Regions from separate parts of the Zea mays genome. Here regions 1 and 2 are each linked to region 3. A link is a contact called in public Hi-C data. All regions are on one chromosome and are shown on one strand. The core of a region is the stretch at or near the end of the contact, and the rest is flanking DNA. Distances in the headings are between cores, read along the strand shown.

Region 1 (2,934 bases), core at 3-2,502, 250 kb after region 3:
CATGCAAATATAATTGTCTAGGTCTACAAGACGTATTCAGCAAAATTAGAGGCATGGCTTTATATTCCGTACCAAAATACAATTTGTTTTAGACTAAATATATATTCATTAATTAACATGTGAATGTAGTTTGTATGTGTGTCTACATACATTATCATATATTCGAATGCAGATGGGAAAAAAGAAGGCTAAAAAGAACTATATTTTAAGATGGAGCCGGTGTTATTTACCACTGTATGTTTTGTAGCAATTTATTCTCGTTTTAGACAATATTCGGTTTTTTCATATATATCACGAGTTCTTGTTTTTATAATTTGATTGGTTGTGCGCTTAGAGCCATACTTTGATTTTTTTTCCGTCGTCGCAACTTATTTCAGAGTTACTTTTATTTGTTGTACCACGTACGAGGTGAGTACTGAGTACGTATATACACATGCGGTAACCCTTTGTAAAGAAAAAGAAAAGAACTCAAGGTAATGAGTAACGAGAACCCGTGCAAAACGTGACACAAGGAACAAACAGAAATCAAGAAGAGGAGGCTGCCTACACCTGGAAGCTGCTCCGTCAATGCATCACCATCGAACAGGCCCGTCTCTGCAGGCACAATGCACTTGGCCAGTTGGACGTGCTCACCCTTCCTACCCCTCTCGGCTCTGGCGTCATCATCGCCAAACCGCACCTCCCGGCTCGCCTGCCAAGGACGATACGCGGGTCCCACTGGTAATCCCCCTCCTCCTACGCTTTTGCAGGCTGCACTGCAGCTCCGATTGCATGCACGGTCGCTCGCTCCCACTCCCGATCCAAGAGCCAAGACCCTAGACCCTAGACCCTAGACGGCCACACGGACACCACCGTCCACTGACTGACACTGACACACGGGCTCAGAGCTCTCATCCTGGCTCCCAGCCCCACCAGCCAGCGTCCATACGGGGAATCTTCTAGAGAGGCCCCCGCCGGGGCAGCGCTGCCACCCGATCCCTGACACAGGAGCAGCGAAACCGGAGCTCGCCGCAGCACCGGAACGCGGGGGGAAACAGCGAGGACGCTCTCCAAAGTCCGTTTCCGCCTCTCCGGCCCACGCATACGCATCCTTCTCCAGAACCCGTCCGTCCGTCCGCACGCCCGCCTCTCACCGCTTCACCGGCAGCTTCTCCCGGCTGCACGCCGGCCCGCCACGTGTGACGTGCCCCACTGGCTCGAATCAGACGGCGGCAGGTTCATATATACATGGCAGCACGCACCACGGAACGCGACGAGACGAGGCAATGTGGACGGGCGTTGCTGGTTAATTGGTTGGTTGGTTGGTTGGTTTGGGTTCTGGACTCTGGAGTTTCCGTGGCGCGGCCGGTCGCAGTCGCAGCGGCCCGGTTGCCCGAAACGGCAAAGAGGAAACGGGTGACCCGGCTGGCCGTGCGCAAGGCGACAAGGAGGGTTTCAAGCGGGGAGGGAGAGCCGGAGAGGGAGGCAAAAGCTGTGACGGGTACGGGAGTGGGTAGAGCCAACTCGCCAGAGTGCCAGAGACAAGAGAGAGGGCTGGGGGGACAGCGCCACAGCGGCGGCAGAAAGGAGAGGTTGCTGCCCCCGCCGTGGTGAGTGAGTAGAGTACAGAAGAGAGGATCGCGAAGCCTGAAGCAGTTTTTGGAGGAGGGCTGCCACATAAAGCGGCGAGTGGGCGATCGAGTGGTCCGCGTGGGGTGCACAAGGAGGAGGACGATCCTTCGGGGACGGATGCCAGCGCCCGTGCCGTGCGAGGACGACGGAAGAGCCGCGCCGCGCCTGGAGCACGCATGGGAGAGGTGAGCTCATCGCCCGCCGTTGCATGGGCGATCACGAGTCGCGAGAGCTACCTAGCTATAGCTATGCCAATGGCGTGGCGCTCCAGCGCTCGGCTGTCCTGTTCTCAGCTTGTTCGTCGCCGCACGCATGCGTCGCCGCTGGGGTTTCTGTCCGCCTTTCTGGAGTATAGTAGTGCGTGCAGTTGCATGCTGTTCTCGTGTGATTTCGTCGGTGGGTTGGTGTGCGTCTGGTTTAGTGGTTTGGACACTCCTGGCTTGCGGTTTTTTCGGTGGATTCGGTTTCCTCGCGAATGTGGTGCGCGCTTCTGCTGCCTGACGCCGCCGATGATGGTTCGCCGAGGCGAGCGGCCGTGGATCAGCTGGAATTTCACTCTCCCTTTTCTTCGTTTTTTTTCTGGAGTTGCGATCGCTGACGACGATCGAGTGCGCGCGCGTTTGTGTTCCGCTCTTCCACGCTGTGATCCCGAGGGGGCTCAGCGGGATTTGAGGTTTTCTAGGGGGGCTCTCCTGCGATTCTGCTCGGGTTCTTCGCTCGCGGGGGTTTTTTTTTCTCGCCGCGGCCGTGTGTTTCCTAGCTCGCAGCATGTAGCGCGAGCGCCTGGAGGTTTCCGCTAGGAATTCCGGCCATTTCGCTGAGTTTTCTCTGCTGCTCCTCTCGATTTTGTGCTTCTTCGACCCGCGCCGCGGCTCATCCCGGCGGATAGATAGATTCTACCGGTTGTGGTTTGATGGTTTGTTGCTTTTAGGGTTTCGTTTGGCCTCGGCGTTTTACCGTCCTTTTGGCATCGGAAGGTGGTTGGAGCTCAGCTCGTCTACATCGCGGCCTTTTCCTGTGACGTTTGGTTTGGTTTTGATCGAAACCTCGTCGTCGCCATTGCTCTGATTGCTTGCCTTTTCCTGTGCCGCGGTTTACACCGATCGATTTCGGTGGTGCTGGGTTGCTTTTGCGGCCGTGTTGACGGAGAGGATTAAGTTTCAGCTCAATAATGTGGGAGCTTCAGCAGCACCGGGCAGATGAATTTTCTGCTCTGATCGCCCTCTCCATGTGCAGCCCCTCCCATCGCATTCTATTTCTAGCTTTACTTTTGGGTTTGGGTTTTGGGGTTTTCCATGGCTTGCTGAGTTTTTACTAGGCAGG
Region 2 (2,940 bases), core at 345-2,844, 240 kb before region 3:
ATTGACACACGTAGGCGAACGCTCGCTCTCCCATTGTGTCTTAGATATTGGCACTTGCCTCAATCATCTCATGAGACTTGGGGACTTCCTCTCTCCCGCTATGCTTGTAAACCCCTACTACAGGCACCACAGTGCGAGTAATATAAGCCTCCTCTCAGCTGGAAGTAGGGCCTTGTGTAGCCCGAACCAGGATAATTGCTTGTGTCTTCTCGCACACCATCTAGAGTCGGCCACGCGACACATTTACTGGTTGGTTAAGGACCCACGGTCCAAACACCTACACATAGATAATTTAACTTTAATCTAAGTTATAACCTAATTATATTTTTGTCAAGTTATAGATGTACCAATTTAGAACACTACATTAACTCAAACTAGATAAGTTAATTCAATAGACATAGATTAAACAAATTAGTCATCTATTTTTTAAAACATATTGCCTGATAATTCATGTGGTTTAATATGTAGGAAATATTAGTATGAGAATAACGCAACGGGAATGGACTAAATCAGATTTTAAATTAATAATTTATGAATTTTCTAAGATTTTATACATTTTTATATTAATTTTTACACTAGAAATAAGTTTCTATATCGAATTTACAAATACTTAATCACCGTTGGACGACGGATACATATATAAAAAGTCCGGGGTTACTTTGGCTAAAAACAGGACTATATTAAAGGTTTTATCATTATCACCGGATTGTAGGTTCATTTGAAAGAACCCTAGGGTTTCTTTTGAGAAAGCGGTGTAGTGTCTTACACGGACCGGCCTAGGCCGTCCGATCGTATGCCAACGAATCAGATTAGATTCTAGTCTTCCCGAACCGGTAGGCTCTCTCCACCGTTGATTCTAGAATCTATGGTGCGGATTTAATGAAACGCGATCCAATCTGGATCACTCGATCAACATTAATGGCTCAGATTTAGTCACCAATGGGTATGCTCAGCGCTTCATCATGGAAACCCTCAATAGATCAACGGCCAGGGCAGTGTCTCCTACCCCCGACGATGCCCACGGCCGCGGCGGTGACCTCGCCGGAGTAGCACGACATGGTACCATGGTGCCCCAAAATCCAATCCGAGAGGTGCTTCTTAACGCGGGCACGAAGGCAAAATGAAGGGGTGGGTCTCACCTAGCATGGGGGTGCAGAGGGCCCTGCCCACGTCGGAGGGCGGCACTACGACAACAGCTTGATTCCGACGAGCAATTCTGTCGACCCCAAGAGTTCCAGAGTTCGATAAATCCCTTCCACGCATCCCTCGTACTCCGGTGATCCATCTAGATAGATTCCTGGACTCTGAGCAGCGTTGTTGCCATAGTTCGACAGTGGAGGCTTTTCTCCCATCTCTGTGGATCCCCAACAAGGCTCTTGCGTGTGCTATTTTCTAGAGGCGGTGGAGGTCATGTGGTGGGGGATGAGAGGGACTGACCACACATTTATACCTAGGGAGAACGATCCTAACCGGATAAAAGAAGGATAGAAGGAAACGACCCTAGAGAACTCGGCGCTCGATCAGACTTGAGCTGGAAGAAAGCCTGACAGGTGGGGGCGGATCGTCATTGATTCTAGGAGTTAGCGTGTGCGCGACATTTGTTGTTGGCAATTGGGTCTGGCCGCCATCGACCTGGTGCCTGCACACACAGTGAGGCGGGCGCGCGGGAACTTGGGCCGACCAGGCAGTTCGGCCCAAGAGTAGGTAATGCATTCCTTTCTCTTTTTCTTTTCTTTCTATTTCATATTTTCTTTCTAATTTATGAACTCCAATTTTAGATCTAATTCAAATATTAGTTGGACATTCAAATCAAACTAGATGCACAATTAAAAGTCTAGCAAGATGTAAAGTATAACTTCATTTTTCTATTTATTATCCTATTTATGCAAGAGCTTTTAATTATGAAATTCATACTTGCAAAACAAATAGGTATTTTAGGAAAGATAATTTCTAGTTTATAAAATTCTTGAGAGAATATATAATTTGACAAAGGAATAGTTTAATTTATGTAGAGATCCCTTTTATCAACTCTGTTATTAGGAAACATATTTATTTTAGGATATGTAACTTCATAGGTAAGAAAATTTCAAAACCTTTGGGAGAATTTTATTAGATTCCCAAAATAAGATTTTGGGGTGTTACATCTCTCACCCTCTTGTAACCCCTACTATGAGCAATCAGGTGCCGATAGTGCTAGCCACCAAAGACTGGAAGTAGGGACGTTCTGCCCGAACCAGTATAACTCTTGCGTCCACTTAGCACACCATCTGAGCCTAAAATACACATACACCCTAAAACCCTAATCTTTTGTAATGGTGGGGATGAAATTAGCGTTGTCACGATTCCTTCTCTAGATCTTTGAGTTATATGAGCTCTATGTTTGACACCTCACCCCCAACTTTATCCTTGTTGTGACATCCTTCACTTACATGTGAGTGAATAGCTAGAATTCATGGGCTCTATATTCTCCACACCTCCATATTGCTCATTAAAAGGACATAAGGTGAGCATATGGCACAACACTAAGGTTAGTAAATTGTGAACGATACTAGCGTTGAGTCACTTTCCTAGGTAAAGTGTGAGGGAAAACACCAAACATCTCATGTCACACTATGGATAATGATTACCATAGAAGGGAAAATATGGTCCACTAGAGTCGTGTGACTGAAAGCCACTTCCCTAGGATCCATTATCATATTGGCTATGACCAAAACCCCATGGGCACAACAACCACATGGTTTCATAGTTTGAGGCCTAACACCTTGAGGCATTAGACATCTCGTCCTATCAAATCACCATGTGGAGGGCGATACATGTTCTGGTTGTTCACCGTAAAATTGTGCTACTCATCTTTCCTTAGGTGACCATCCCTATGGCAATACTCAAAGTGATACCTTACCTCTCTCTTGGGTGGTCAGTTCACCCTCTTGTGGGTATGGT
Region 3 (2,863 bases), core at 6-2,505:
GCCATGAGCGACTGGTAAACCATGCTGCCGGTGCCGGCGAGGCGGGCCTGGAGGCCCTCGGCGAAGCAGTGAGCGAGGCGCTGGGTGGCGTCCCCCTGCGGGCTTGCGTGCTGCTTGATCTGCCTGAGCAGCTCGGTGGCGCTGCGGCGGTCGTCCGAGGCGACGGCCTGCGCGCAGTGGACGAGCAGCGTGCGCAGGTCCACCACCTCCCGCCCACCGCGGCGGCCCTTGGCCTTGCCGTTCCCGGCGGCGACCGCCGCCTCCTTGGCGGCCTCCTCCTGCATGGCGATCCGCAGCTGCTGCATCTGCTCCGTGCACGTCTCGGGGCAGGTCATGATGTACTTCTCGAAGACGTCCCGCTCGTCGCCGTCCCCCTGCAGCGCGCTCTGCTTGCTGCTCCGGCGCTGCAGCTCCAGGTCCTCCTCGTCATCGTCCAAGCGGTTCCTCCGACCGCGGCCCAGGACGACGCCGCCGCTGCCAAGCGCGGCATCAGGCGCAGCGAGGATCACCTCCTCCTCCTTCACCGCCATAGCCACGGCGGCAGGGGCGGTGGTGGCGGCGGCGGCGTTGAATCCGGGCGCGAGGTTTTCTGCGGCGCGGGTGGGGAGGACAAACCGCTTGGGGTCGTCTGGCGGATCGAGGTCGATGACGAGCTTGTCCTCTGAGGGCAGGAACTTGTTGGCCTCCTCCATGCCCTTGAGGAAGGCGGAGCTCATGAGGTCGGAGTTGGCCCCGTTGCTGAAGAAGGCCGCGGGGTCGAGGTCGAAGCCGTCGAACTGGACGGCGGGGGCCGGGGAGTAGGAGTCGACCGCGGCTGGGGTGAGCGGCGCGCTGGCGGACGCGTCGGAGGAGGAGTGGTTGACGCTGGCGCTGCTGTTGGTGGTGCCAGTGGTGGTGGTCGGGGACGAGGCGTCGTCGGAGAGGATGTCAAGGAAGGACTGCTGCGCCTGGAGGAGCGCGGGGTTGTCCGGGTAGTCGTAGAAGAAGGTGTCGTCGATGTCGTCCTCCATGAGCATGCTGGAGATGTAGGGGAGCAACATGTCCTGCGTGGGGCCTTTGCTCCCCTGCTGCTGCTGCTGGGACTGCGGGTACGGCTGAGGCTGCGGGGTGGGCGGGAGGTCGAGGTACGCGGAGGGCGAGGCGGGGCCGAGGTCGGAGAGGTAGAGGAAGAGGTCGTCGGCGGCCGGGGACGGGTAGGGGTCGTAGGAGGAGCCCATGGCGGCGGCGAAGTTGGGGAAGAGCGGTTGCGCGGGAGGAAGTGGATGAGAATGAGGAGGTTTTTAGCTGCTGGCTGGCTTTGTAGGGGGCGCGGCGGGGAGGTGCAGCGGGCGACGAAGGTTCGAGGAAGGCGGCATCGGCGGAAATAGGATGGATTCGCGGGGGCGGGGTGGAGGTTGGGGGATGATGACGGAGGCGGAGGGAGTGGAAGGAGATAGAGAGAGGGGATCGAGAGCCCCGTGGCCCGTGGGCGTGGCATAATGTGGGCCCGGGCTCGGTTCGGGCGGCGACCGGGCTCGATCGGTTTTCCCTTTTCTCTTCCGCCGTGGCATAGAAGCTGACAAGGGCCACGAGCGCAAGGCCCAAACCTAATAGATAGAGGTCCAGGAAGGCCGTTGGAAGCAGTCCAAAAGAGAGGCGAGGCCGCTGCATGGCGGGCAACGGCATCAGCAGCAATGCAGCATGGGTGCACCTCTATGACCGTACACGCAGCCGGAACGGTAGAATGGCAGGGTGACGTGTGACACTGTGACGTGTCCATGCAACAAACATGGAGCCCGCCCGCGACTTCCTCTGCCGCATCGCAGTTGCATAAACGAGTAACGGAGATGCCAATGTTAGCCGCGACCAGATGATCGATAGATATTTACTCCCATTAAAATATGTATTAGAACGTTCTGTCCTCACTTATACCCACTAACCCATGGATATAAAATATCTTGTATAAAAGTGTAAATTTGGACTTCGATTATCCATCATTTTGACTATTTAACAACCTTTTGGATGATAATATCATAGAAGGCTTAACAACTATTTGATGACCATGTAATAAAACATGTATATGTTATGTGGTACTATCTTAGTGTTGCTACTTTATCTAATTATCCATGATGTTGTTGAATAGATGAATGAATGAATGAATGATGCTAGAAATTTTGTAATAATATTTAGATGGATACACTTGATATTCGTATAATGTATTCTTGATAGATGTTTAATCTTGTGGTACGGATGACCTATACCCATATAAGTATGTGTATGGAGGTAAATCCATACCCACCAGTGTATATGGGTGACCTGACGTGGTTATTTTTTGTCGCAGGTATAGGTATGAGATATACCCATTGCCATCTCTAATGGTGACCCACACGCGTCGTGCCAGGTGCGGTTAGCCTATGATCAATTATACAATAGGTGTTTTGGCGACTAAGTAAACCCTCTCAGCCTCACGGCAGAAACAAAAGACAGCCCAAGTCACCCTCAGCCTCCATGTATGTCCCTGTCGCTTCTATCACTACCAAATCTGCAGCCACCGCCTCTCCCACGGCCATCGCCATCGAACCTGCCTCCCTCCCATCGTGTCCTACAGGATTTATCGAAGCAATAAGTCTTCGTCCGCTTGCAAAAATGGATGGAAAACAAAGAAAGTGTCATGGTTAGCTACCTCTAGCCGGTGGCCTCATGGTGCTGAGCCAACGAAGAGCTTGTAGCCGCCGCCGCCATGTAGCGAGGGTTTAGGGTTTTCGTGGGGATTAGGGTTGGCAGGGGAGGTGAGCCTGTAGGGCCACCCGGTGGCGGTGGGACGAGAGCGGGGCCACTGAGAGAAGGTTAACTAGGAGGCCAAGTAGCGAGGGTTTAGGGTTTT

Evidence for each region. Hi-C and Micro-C count contacts between places; a contact is called where the count stands out from the background.
Region 1: a Hi-C map of leaf shows a contact between it and region 3, with 3 times the contacts expected there. The contact joins the promoter of LOC103644989 here to the promoter of LOC103640045 in region 3. A contact is called at or near these places in 4 of 25 Hi-C or Micro-C datasets (ear, endosperm, leaf and 1 more).
Region 2: a Hi-C map of tassel shows a contact between it and region 3, with 3 times the contacts expected there. The contact joins the enhancer-like site here to the promoter of LOC103640045 in region 3. A contact is called at or near these places in 3 of 25 Hi-C or Micro-C datasets (endosperm, leaf and tassel).

What each region holds. Positions count from the first base shown.
Region 1 is chr1:159,095,750-159,098,683 of Zm-B73-REFERENCE-NAM-5.0, reverse strand. LOC103644989 reads left to right here and starts at 1,252. Exons shown (of 14, transcript XM_035964116.1): 1 at 1,252-1,796. The coding sequence starts at 1,788.
Region 2 is chr1:159,581,720-159,584,659 of Zm-B73-REFERENCE-NAM-5.0, reverse strand. No RefSeq gene overlaps it. Among protein-coding and RNA genes, the nearest start is that of LOC103640060, 150 kb to the left of the region's middle. Within about 2 kb of position 1,594, at least 16 of the 20 cell types and tissues checked have an H3K27ac peak or open chromatin away from gene starts, as enhancers often do. A contact at or near this core is called in leaf and tassel, where this site is marked.
Region 3 is chr1:159,343,254-159,346,116 of Zm-B73-REFERENCE-NAM-5.0, reverse strand. It overlaps LOC103640045 (scarecrow-like protein 34), which reads right to left and starts at 1,255. Exons shown (of 1, transcript NM_001428420.1): 1 at 1-1,255. The coding sequence starts at 1,217.